Linked DNA regions of Sus scrofa: region 1 is linked to region 2. The links are chromatin contacts, called in public Hi-C maps. All regions are on one chromosome and are shown on one strand. Each heading gives the region's core, a stretch centred on a gene start, on an enhancer-like site or on the middle of the called end of the contact. The rest is flanking DNA. Distances are from core to core; before and after follow the strand shown. Region 1 overlaps LOC110260709 (a long non-coding RNA gene). Region 2 has its middle 180 kb from the start of FAM46A.

What was found. A called contact is a pair of places that touch in the nucleus more often than the background predicts.
Region 1: a contact with region 2 is called in a Hi-C map of fetal liver, with 1.8 times the contacts expected there. The contact joins two enhancer-like sites. A contact is called at or near these places in 1 of 5 promoter capture datasets (liver) and 2 of 47 Hi-C or Micro-C datasets (fetal liver and liver).

Annotation. Positions count from the first base shown.
Region 1 is chr1:84,902,780-84,905,989 of Sscrofa11.1, reverse strand. LOC110260709 (a long non-coding RNA gene) reads right to left here. Exons shown (of 4, transcript XR_002344049.1): 4 at 1-1,737. Among named protein-coding and RNA genes, the nearest start is that of FAM46A, 360 kb to the right of the region's middle. Within about 2 kb of position 1,624, at least 3 of the 83 cell types and tissues checked have an H3K27ac peak or open chromatin away from gene starts, as enhancers often do. A contact at or near this core is called in fetal liver, where this site is marked.
Region 2 is chr1:84,721,087-84,724,270 of Sscrofa11.1, reverse strand. No RefSeq gene overlaps it. Among named protein-coding and RNA genes, the nearest start is that of FAM46A, 180 kb to the right of the region's middle. Within about 2 kb of position 1,455, at least 3 of the 83 cell types and tissues checked have an H3K27ac peak or open chromatin away from gene starts, as enhancers often do. A contact at or near this core is called in fetal liver, where this site is marked.

The DNA.
Region 1 (3,210 bases), core at 375-2,874, 180 kb before region 2:
GCTATGGCCACTCCAGATCCTTAACCCACTAAGCAAGCCCAGGGATTGGATCTGCATCATCGCAGATGCTATGTCGGTTTCTTAACTCACTGAGCCACAACAGGAGCTCCAGCTCTAACTTTTAAGGAGAAAAGATCAAGAGAAATACTTGATACCAAGTTCAGTATCTCTTTACATAAACAGTATTTCTTTACAGCGAACAAGGTTTCATTTCAAAACTTCAAAAACTACATGCTTTTTTCTATTGAAAGAATTTCCACAGTTACTAAACATATAGAATTGGCTTAATTCTAAAAGCTTTAGCCTGTGCTGACATGCTAGTATTTATACACAATTACATGTTCCCTGTACAGTTTTCTAGGAGAAAGTCAAGCAAAGCAGGGTGACTAAAATTTCCCAACTCCCCATTCTTAAAGCAAAGATCAAGTTAGAATATTTTAATATAAAAACTAAATAATAGTGTCCTGTGTTTATATGTAGTATTTTATAACAAATATCAAAGAGCTTAGTCTGGAATCGATTATTAGAAGCAAAAAAAATTATACTTGGAGGTTCCTGTGTGGCACAAAGGATTAAGGATCCCACATTGCCACAGTGGTGGTACAAGTCGCAACTGCAACATAGGTTCAGTCCCTGGCCTGGGAATTTCTTCATGTCACAGATGCAACCAAAAAAGAAAAAAGAAAAATTACATTTAGTATTTCATCTTTTTTTTAATGAATTTTGTGTTCACTTGGACTTTTAGCTGCCAGTAATAAGAGCATAGGTCAGATGTCAGACTTCCTACATTTAAGCCCAAGTTTAGAAAAAGAAGGGGAGGCAGAGAGATTTATCATATTTGAGTGTCTCAAACAATCCAAGGACAAATTTCGGCTGGTTCCGAGGATCTCTGCTTCTTCCTGCATGTTGGTTTCATCTCTCTCTAATCATGGTTATCAGTGGCATCAAGCTTGGGTTTGAACCTGGTGCTACCTATCACTGGCTTATTTTTTCCCGTGGAGAAATTATTTAATCTTTCTGTATCTTTTTGTTAATATATGAAATGAAGATAAAAATAACACCTACTTCCCTGAGTTGCTGCAAAGATTGCATAAGTTGCTTGCTCTGTGTAAAACACACAGAACAGTGCCTGGGATAAACATTCTATAAATGTTAGTTACTACTCGTATCGTAAGCTCACCACCAAAGCTTTCTCCATAGCCACTGATTTAGAACATAAGGCAAATGAAGCAGTTTAGCCCAAAGTCATTCGTTAAAGAATGAAGGCACCAGCACCCCAATAACATTTACCACCTATTTGAATCAGAAATATTAAAGTATCATATCAAGTATAAATCTTTTCATTTAAAGAAAAGATTCTGTGAAGGCCCTGGGTTCTAGAATTTTTGCAGAGCCACTCCACAGTGCCAGGCCAATGTTCTGCAGACACAGATGTCTTCCACGTAACTCTGGATCACAGCCACCTTGAGACTGCCCTGAAAGCTTATGGAAGACTAGGCGCCAAGCTATCTGCTGGCAGTTAATTGAAAGCCTAAGAAGGAAGCTAGGTGTTAGACAATAGGCATGTAAAATGGATATCTTGTTAGCTCTCACCTTTGGCCCAGAGTGATGAAATGAGGGAATAGGAAGATATTGAGCAACAAGCTGATATTTGTTCTGTTTTGTTTTCTTCCTTGTATGCCTCCCAGTGTTCTCTCTCATTGGTTCAAATCCTTCATTTCTCCCACTTAAATCAACCTGCAGGAGAGGCAAATGGGGCCTTATCTTGTAGCATTTCCAGTTTTCCATCCACTGTCAAAACTTGCATTGATCACATTTTTCAACCTTGAGCTTTGAAACTAGGCATACTAGAAGTATGGGAAAAAAAAAAAAAAAAAGCCAAACAAGTGAAAGAAAGAGTCAGGATGAACAGGTGAAAGAAAAAATAATTTTAATACTAGGGACTTTTGGGGAACTGCAGGGTTAACAGAACAATACTAAGGGAAAGAGGGAATAAAGAGGATAGTAGAGTTGTTGCAGGCTATTTCAAATGTTTCATAAGATTGACAGGCCTAGGTTTTGAAGGGAAAGTTATAAAATTAGCCTCACTTACAATATCAAGGTAAAGTTCTACCAGCCTCATATGTATTGATTTGTTTCACTCACAATAACCTTATACAGAGTACCTTCTCATTTCATTTAAAGATGCCGAGCCCAGAACACTTAAGTAAGTTTTCTAAAGTCACACAGCTTGTAAGAGGCAGAGCCACAACTTGAAAATCAGATAATCTAGTGAGCCCAAGACCTTTAACAGTACTCCTTACCACTCTGCTTTGAAAACTAACTGAATTAGAAGCTTAATTCTACAAAGCAAAACTCCGGTTTATTAAAGTAAATGTCATTAGGATCTTTAACAAAGTTCTATATCAGAATGAGAACAGGACCTACATGATTATATTTGCCAACATAAAAGGGGAAATAATTAGCTGTTAATATAGTACTTTATTGCAAGTTTTGAGATTAAAAGAATACTTGTGAAATACTTCTCTTATGTAAAGAAATAATACAGAATATTTTAGCCTTTGAGATTGAAAATATTCAACCCAACTAAAGATTCAGAGAAAATCTAATAAATTAAAAGAGAATATTTCTATGATTCAATAAAAAATTCAGCCCTTAAAGTAAAAGAGTAAAGACCTGAGAAGAATAACACGTAATAATGACTAAGTAGGATTTATCTCAGATATGGAAGTCTGGATTAAAAATCAGAAATATGTTACAGTGATATTTATAATTATAAATGTAAATTATAAGATAAATTATAGACTAAGAGTCTACAGTTAAAACCAATAACCAGCCTAATGCCTAACAATGAAAATACAAGAAGTGTGATGAACACTTGAGATTGTATTATAATTAGGAATTAAATAAAGATGCCCACCACGATATGAAAGAGAAACTGGTCATATAACTTTTGAAAATTATAGAATAAAGGTACTAGAACCCCACTATCACCCACCAATCAATGAAAAGCTTTTAGAATTAAGAAGATAATTTAGTAAATATGTTGGTTATAAAACACACAAATATCAACTTCTCTTTCAGAAAGCATCAATAAGACCTATCTCACAAAAGCAAACATAATCTTAAAATATCTAAGATTAACTTTCTTTAGAGTCCTGTAGGGGAAAAATTATAAAACTCTACATTAAGATATAGAATACCTTCATA
Region 2 (3,184 bases), core at 206-2,705:
GGGGTTTTTTGGATGTAAACTGTCATATTTGGAATGGATGGGCAGCGGGGCCCTAGTGTACAGCATGATTGTGTTTCTTTGCTGTACAATAGAACTTGAAGAAACATTGTAAATCAATTATACTTTAGTAATAATAATAAAAGAAAATAAAATGAAATGTAGTTGGTTTGCAATAGTATGTTGGTTTCAGGTATAATATATAGTGATCTGACATTTTTATACATTATGAAATGATCACCCACCATGTTAAGTCTAGTAACCACCTGTCTCCATATAAAGTTATTATAATATGGTTGATCATATTTCTTATGCTGTATATTACACCCCTGTGGCTTATTCATTTTTATATTTATACATCTTAATCCCCTTCACTATTTAGCTCAACGCTCCACACAACTCCCCTCTTGCAACCACTCATTTATTCTCCATATCTATGAGTATGTTTTCTTTTCTTTTGGGGGGTTTTGTTTTTGTTTTTATTTTTGTTTTAGATTCCACATATAAATGAGGTCATAAGATATTTGTTTTTCTGAAGTCTAGAAGTCTTCAAGTGGTGACCAACTGATTCTTCCCTTTCCTAAGTATGATATGGGTACAAGCTCTCTAACCAGTCCAATGGTATTATTCAAATTCAATGGTGTTTTTACTAAAAGGCTAAACTAGAGCCTCCTCTTGAAGATCTTCTAACAATAGTTCCTCTGTTACATTCTTTTATGCCCAACATAGCCACAATGTTTTCAGTTTCCTGCAACTGGATCCTGACTAATATACTTTCTTAGCTGTTTCTAGAAGTTTGTATTTTTGCTGTTATTCTTTTAACTTTGCGTAACTTGAGAATATATTTGATTAGCTTATGTTTATGGTTGTGGTCCTAATTAACATGATCTCCACTGCACCAAGCTCAACACATTTGATCATAATTGTTACAGTCTTTCACAGGTTTCCTGTTCCCCAAGTGTTTCCAGAATTCTTCAGTGTGCTTATGTGCATCAATGAATCATCCCTAGTGTTTTCCAGTGGATTAGCTGAGTTGGAAATTCTGAACTCCAGGACTCATTTGTACTCAGCGATGTTACTTTGACCTGGAACTTGGTTCATTGTTCTAAAGCCATTCAGCTGCCATTACCCAGGTGTTGGGAAAAATTAAGACCAACAACAATCTTTTTGCCTTGGTCGTATAAGCTAAAACTGTCACTTTAAAGTGCTAGAAATCCAGCAACATTTGATGCCATGAATTTGGAATCCATAATAGTACCGTAACAGTAGAACTGGAACTCAATTATGCCTTGCTGCCAGAAATCCATGTCTTGAGTCGTACAAAGTAAATTGTGCTAAAATGGAAAGTGATGTACTGGAGCTGAAGTGTTAGAGAATTCTTACAACTCTTTCCTGGGCGTACACATAACTCCTGGTTGACTAGCTCCGATGATTTCTAGTAGTGGCCTCCACAGGAGACTGGGAAGTATGCCCCAGTGTTGTAAAGAGTAGATTAGTCATGCAAGACTTTCATTGGCCTCTGCTATATCTGCTTTTGTCCAACAGCAAATCTGAGCCTGTTTACAGAAAAGATTAGGGTATCTCCTTATCTCCACAAACCTCTGGAAGGTCCTTAACCCAGCAAATAAATGTTCAAAAAAATACACAAATGGGGAAGCATGTAGCCTAGCTTAACCCACTGGGAGTTTTAAAGTTTTACCTTCAGTCTAATTAGAACACACAGTGTTCCAATTTCAGTTTTAAAAAATGTTGCCAGTTTTCTTTTAGAACTAGTTTCTTTACAGTGATTTTACTTGGAACACAGATCAAAAGTTTTTTATATCTGATTTTGCTTCTGTTCTATTTTTATTTCTACTTCAGAAATGAAAATTATTTAAAGGTTAGATAATGGTTATGTTTCCCATGTTTATTACCCTCCCACATTATTTTCATGTCATTTCTTTCCTTTTACTTCTGAGAACACTTTTAAAATATGTCCTCCATCTCACTCATTTCTTTTTCCACACATTTTCATTTTTTATTTTAATGCTTTAGTAAAATTCTTTAATCCAGTGTGAACTTTAATTCTGCCATTATAATTTTAGTTACCTCGCATGGATTATCTCAGTTACCTACTTTTTCATTTCATGTAATTCTCATTTCAGCTCAGTTCCCCCCCCTTTAAGTATTATGCTTCTCTTTGACAGGAATTAAGACTTTTTCTATTAATGCTTCATGCCTTAAATATGACTTTCTGGATCAGTATACCTACACCAACTTTCTTTTGATTAGTATTTGCCTATTTGTTTTTCCATTCTTTTATTTTCTACCATTCTATGTCATCACATTTAAGTTGTATACCTTAGAAGTGCCATATAACAATCATTTTATTCTTCTACTTGGAGTACTTAGTTTGTTTTTATTTAATGTTATTGCTGAATCATTTGTGATTTGTAATATTATTATTTTTTAATGTCCTGCCTAATTTATGTTAACTTTTCTCTCCTTTTCTCTCTTCTTTTGTATTAATCAAGTATCTTTTATTATGCCACATTCTGTTCACTTTTAGTCTGTTGTTTATAATATTGTATATTATGTATGTATGTATTAATTGTACATGTTTACATATCATGTATATGTATAATGTATATTTATATGTTGTAATTCATAAGTAACAGAATAAAAGAGATCAAACAGGATTTTTCCCCCCTTTTTCATTAAAGAATCATGCTTCTCTTTGATAGAAACTAAGATTCCTCTCATGTTACTGACAGTGTTTCTTCTGGGTCCTAAAGGAGTTTACAAGGTCATTCTGGTACTTTATTCTGCTTTCAGAAAAAAAAAATTAAGATTATTAAGATTTAATGATCTTAAATATTGTAAGATCATTAGATTTTTGGGGGAAGTGGTAAAGGTACTAATTTATACTAGACTTTTCTTTTGCTGGTTACACTATAAATTATAGCATGCCACATTGAATTATGAAAGAAAGCCAGTTATGATGATAAAAGGGCTTGTGCAACAGAAATATATAATTCTAAGTATGTGTGTACCTTATAGCCTCAAAATATGTTTTCAAAGAACCAAAATAAAAGATATATTAAATTGCACTAAATTTAATAGCTCCAATTCATTATTAAACTGCTCTTTGATTTCTAATAACTTTCTTTAGTCCTCAAAGTCAAATGGCTTTGAAGAATTGATATTC